Linked DNA regions of Muntiacus reevesi: region 2 is linked to region 1. Evidence: chromatin contacts called from public Hi-C data. All regions are on one chromosome and are shown on one strand. Each heading gives the region's core, a stretch centred on a gene start, on an enhancer-like site or on the middle of the called end of the contact. The rest is flanking DNA. Distances are from core to core; before and after follow the strand shown. Region 1 holds the start of PDP1 (pyruvate dehydrogenase phosphatase catalytic subunit 1). Region 2 holds the start of VIRMA (vir like m6A methyltransferase associated).

Evidence for each region. A called contact is a pair of places that touch in the nucleus more often than the background predicts.
Region 2: a contact with region 1 is called in a Hi-C map of muscle, with 6 times the contacts expected there. The contact joins the promoter of VIRMA here to the promoter of PDP1 in region 1. A contact is called at or near these places in 2 of 3 Hi-C or Micro-C datasets (blood and muscle).

What each region holds. Positions count from the first base shown.
Region 1 is chr12:10,903,692-10,906,391 of mMunRee1.1, reverse strand. It overlaps PDP1 (pyruvate dehydrogenase phosphatase catalytic subunit 1), which reads right to left and starts at 1,318. Exons shown (of 2, transcript XM_065902757.1): 1 at 1,170-1,318.
Region 2 is chr12:11,462,947-11,465,646 of mMunRee1.1, reverse strand. VIRMA (vir like m6A methyltransferase associated) reads left to right here and starts at 1,272. Exons shown (of 24, transcript XM_065902509.1): 1 at 1,272-1,469. The coding sequence starts at 1,407.

The sequences.
Region 1 (2,700 bases), core at 69-2,568:
AAACACCCTGCATAAAGACTCTCTGCGATTTTTCAGCATCTTTGGGCAATGTTTAGCCATTTCACAGCTCCTGTTATCTCTATATGAATGAAGAAACCGTCTGCCTTTGGAAGATTCCGAAGCCCCAAGTCAGCACTTGTTTGATCAGTTTCCTTTGTACCCTACCTCAGGTACAATGGCACTCACTTAAGGCATCAACTGCTATCCTGGTGCAGGATCCCTTTGTACCCCCCTCCCTTTTCTACCTACCTCACCTCTTCATTCCACACAGACCCACCTAAGACCATCCACACGCAAAATCAGTCATCATCCTTCCTGGGTACCCAACGCCAGGTAGTTAAGGGAATACCTACCAATTCGTCTGGGCCCGGGACACACACACATTCTCCTGTCATCACAACACGGAGCCGACAACATCCACAACCCGCGCGGAGAGCAGCAGCGACAGCGGCACCGGCCCATTGAAAAGCAAGGCAGAGATGCTCATTAGAGGAGGCGTCGGCAGGGGAGGCGCGAGAGGAGGAGGGGCGAGGTCTCGCTGCAGCCGGGTGAATGGGGCTAGGAGGTGGGGTGGGGTGGGGTTGGGGAAAGAGGATGGAGGCGCAAGACAGGGAGTGGGGAGGAGGGCGGAAATCTAACCAACAAACCCACCCCTCGGGAGCCGCGGAGCTACAGCTGGAAGCGGCGGGGGCCCGGACGCCGGCGGAGGCGCGCCCCGGGACCGGCCGGTCCATCCAGCCCCGGTGCGGAGCCCACGGGAGTGCGGCATCCTCCGCCCGCCCACGCCGCGCCGGCCGCAGACCTGAAAACCGAGGGTCGGCCCACGGGGGTCACCCTGGAACGGGGGTGTGCGTGTGAGGGGGGGAAATCCTCAGGCCGAGCGACCCCGCGCCACCTGAGCCGCACCTGCCCCGGAATCCACCCTCGCGCCGGCCCTCACGGCGCCCCGGGCGCGGCCAGCGGGCCCACCCCCCCGCCCCGGACCTGGAGCCCCGCGGGCAGCCCCCTGGCGCAGTCACGCCCGCCGCGGCCGCGACGCCCCTCGAGCGCGCACCTGGCGCCCCCAGGCTCGTCTCCTCACGCGCGCCGGCCGCCCCCCTCACAACTTCGGGCGGGCGGAAGAGGATTCCGGACGGTGCGGCTCGGCGCTGGGGTGAGGGAATACGAACCGGGCACGGCAGGGGGAGGAGCCGCTTCTTCTCAACGAGGAGGCGGTGGCGGCGGGGGCACCTCCCGGCAGTCCTTCCTCACGAGCCGCCGCGACTCGCGGGAGCGCGGCCCCGGGCCCCAGGCCGGCTCACTCCGCCCCGCCCCCTCTCGCCCCCTCTCGCCCCCCCAAGCCGAGCCGGGCCCCCGCCCTGCCCCGCCCGAAAGTTCGGGCCCCGAGCGCTTCCCGCCTTCCCATTGGGTGCGCAGTGGCGAGGGGGCGGGGCGCAGCCGAGTGGGCCGCAGCTCGGCGCGTGGGGGCGGAAGAGCCGCGCGCTCCCCGCCCGCTTTGTAACGTCACGAGGGTCAGACACGCCCATTCACTCCGCGTGAGCTGCCCATTGGCTCCGAGGGCCCGCCTCACGTGACCGCGCCCGCGCCCGCGCCCGCTCCCGCACCCACTATAGTCGAGTGAAGGCGGGGCCGCGCGCGGCCGCGGGCTTGACTGAAGGGCCTGGAGGGAGGAAGCGCCGGGGTCCGCACGAGCGTCCCCGAGCGGGCAGGGCCGGTGAACGGCCGTTTCCCGCAGACAGGCTTCCACGACGCCCCGGCACCTCGGCGAGCCTTCTTCCCTCCTTACGGGGGTGGGCTGGGGCTTCGTAGGTTTAGGCTGCGAGAGGAGGCTCCCTTCCCAACGGGAAGCTAAATTCCCAGAGACGGCCCTACCTGGAATAACAAGGCATGAGAGAACCCCGGTGTATCTGAGGCCTGGTTCATGGGATTCTTTTCGGAGCATTGGCTTTGGAGCATGTTTTCTGTCATTTTCTGGACACGTCTCAGGGCCCAGGGAGAGAAAGGCGGTCTGAACAGCAGCCAGGGGAGGTTATGATGAAGAAATTCTTGACTCTGTCAAATAGGTGTGTGTGGTCACATTTTCTGAAAGAAAGTGAAGTCGCTCAGTCGTGTCAGACCCTTTGCCACCCCGTGGACTATAGCCTGCCAGGGTCCTCCATCCATACTTTTCCAGACAAGAGTACTGGAGTGGGCTGCCATTTCCTTCTCCAGGAGATCTTCCCGACCCAGGGATTGAACCCAGGTCTCCCGCATTGTAGGCACACCACGTTTTCTGAAGGACTTTGAAATCAGTGTTTATTTGCCGTGGATAGGAAAAGAGTAGAACGCACAATGCGAAAATGGGAAGAACCCTGGACTTTCTGTGTCAGGACCATCATCCAAGTCACTTCCGCTCCGTGAGACTCAGTTTCCACTTCTGTAAGCTGGGTTGGGGTGGCGTTGGCAGTCTTGGTTAAAGGGTAGACATGGCCGGGACTGCTTCACTTGCTTCTGTCCACACGTAATCCCCTCTTTATTAACCGAGTCATTGATAGTGGCTTCTGAAAACTTCTTTGGAGATGGTATCAGATAGCTCATTGCACTTACCCTGCCTACTGTTAAAAACAGTTAACTGACTTATTAAGCATTTCTGCTTACTAGCCGATAAAATTCCCAAAGTGATGTGCTCAGGCTATAAAAGCTGTCATGTTAACAGTTTTG
Region 2 (2,700 bases), core at 23-2,522, 560 kb before region 1:
CACCGCTATCTTGAAATTTTAGTGTTTATCACTCCAGTGCTTTTCTTTTTAATTTTGTAACATATATATGCTCCTAAAAATTTATTTTATATGTTTAAAACTATTTAAATGCTGTACACTTTTCAACATGTGAATGGGTATTTGCTTAACCATTTTTTAGATTATCCATGTTAGTACATATAGAACTGCATTTAGCATTAAATACAGCATTCTTTCTACCTGCTTTATATTTTGCATTGCATAAACATACCAGAGTTTACTGATTTTTTTGAGATCTTTTTTCTTTTTGATTATTTCATATTAATGACAATTAAGTTTACAGTTTTTTAAAACTATAAAGTGTTGCCATGAATACTCTTGTATCTGTAGGTATTTCTCTGGGCACATGTGCAAGAAGTTTCGTAAAAGTGGGGTGTGTGGGTATGCATGCTCAGTCGCTTCAGACTCTTTGCCACAGATGAACTGCAGCCCACCAAGTTCCTCTGTCCATAGAATTTTCCAGGCAAGAATACTGGAGTGGGTTGCCATTTTCTGCTCCAGAGGATCTTCCTGATCCAGGGGTCTAACCGGAGTCTCCGGCGTTTCCTCCATTGACAGGTGGCTTCTAGACCACAGAGCCACCTGGGAAGCTAGAAGTGGGGTGGGCACGAGTGATTTTACTAGAGAATTCCTAATTGCTCTCTCCTGCACTTGCGCCACGATACACCAAACAGTTCCAGTTGCCGCAGTGTTTATCAACAGGGAGCCAAGGAGGCTTCCTTTTCACTCTACATGGTAACTGCTCATGGCATTTTACGTTTTACAATTTTTTGAAAATTAAAAAAAAATTCACAGTAAGCCTGTGGATTAGGTATTATGATTGACAAGGGACATTTTTCCAGATGAGAAAACAAAAACAAAAACAAAATAACCTCTTCGTTTTGAGAGTTTCATCTTTAAAAAGAAAAGTGTCTTACTTTTCACGAGCGCTGACTGCACCTTGTTCCTGCCAGCCCTGGAAAAGTTACTTGCTGGCGGGTTCACCGGGACCGGGTATCCTGACTTGGCAGGACTCCCTGACCCTCCTCCGCCTCTGCTAAGCCCGCTCGGCACTCGGCCACCCGGAGGTCGTCGTGGCTCTAAAACGCGGTAGGACGACGCGGTTTGGACCACTGGAGACTCCGTAGTCCTTTCCCCGCCCACCCATCCCCCCTACATCTCTCGGCGCTGGGAGAGCGCTGTCCGCCGCCCTGGAGAACGCTGGGCAGGCGACTTCCGGCAGCGCGACGCGTAGCGATAGGTCCAGACTTCCGGCTCCAGCGCTCTGGTCACGGGAAGTACCGTCGTCTCTCCCTCTCCTCAGCCGCTGTCGCCGAGCTTGGAGGGCTGCCCCGGAAGTCCTCCCCCTTCCCCCGCCCGCGGCAAACATGGCGGTGGACTCGGCGATGGAGCTGCTATTTTTAGACACTTTCAAGCACCCGAGCGCCGAGGTACGTCTTCGCGACGTGATTCCGACCCTGTTTTTCGACGTGGGGACCCTAAAAAAAAAAAAAAGTCGTTAGGCGTGCCTCGACTTTTCCTTGTGCCGATTGCCGCTTTAATTCATCACACACTGTCCTCTCATCCTGGGTGTGGGCGCCGCGTCTGGGGAGGGTGGCGGGAGCTCCCCCACCCCCTCCTCATTTCCCTGAATTACTTGAGGCCCCGCGTCGTCTTTGGTTGAGTTGGCTGCTCTACTTGGCTTTGCTTCCCCCCACTCTCCCACTAGTTCCCTCGGGTCCTCTTTGGGCCTTGAAAAGGATCCTGAGTATCACGTTTACTGCAAGTGGTGTTTCGAAAGGGGTCTTGGACAGCTTGTGCTTGACAGCAGTGTCGGTGACTCAGCGGGTCACGTTGGTTTTCTGGTTTCTAAATTCCTGCTCCTAGGTCCCTTTTCTAACGGGAGTCGTGCCACCCAAGCGTGACATTCATTCGGTTGAAGACTGCAGCGTTCTCCAGTTTGCTCTGAAACTTTAATAAGTACTTATCTCTTAGAAAGATTTCACACGTAAGGACAAGAAGTACACCGAACGTCCTTTGCATGGAGAATACTTGTGAAGAGGAGAGATTTGTAGTCAGACTGTAGAGAACAATTGTGTTGTCTTGAGGGGTGAGAGTGGGCTGTTGTAATTGTTGTGTATTAACTTGAGTGCCCTTGAATGTATGACTCGCTCTGCCATATATAAATTAAATAACTAGTTAACCAGAGGTTCCCGAAAACCGGCCAACAACGAACAGTAATGAAGTCCGTAGAGAAACTTAAAAGAAACCCCAGAGCTCACATTTCTCTTTAAGTGTAGACGTAATTTAGACAACTTTTTTTTTTTTTTAATTGAGGTATACTTGATTTACATTATTAGTTTCAAGAGTACAACATAGTGCTTTACACTTTTTATAGATTATATTGCATTTAGAGATATTATAAAGTATTGGCTGTATTCCCAGTGCTGTACAATATATCCTTGTGTGCACTTCGCTGTGTCTGACTCTGCGACCCCATGGACTATGTAGACCGCCAGGCTCCTCTGTCCGTGGGATTTTACTGGCAAGAATACTGGAGTGGGTTGCCATTTCCTCCTCCGGGGATCTTTCCGGCTCAGGGATCAAACCTGCACCGGCTGCAGTCGGATTCTTTACCTCTGCGGCCACCTGGGAAGCCCTTAAGCTTATTTATTCTATACA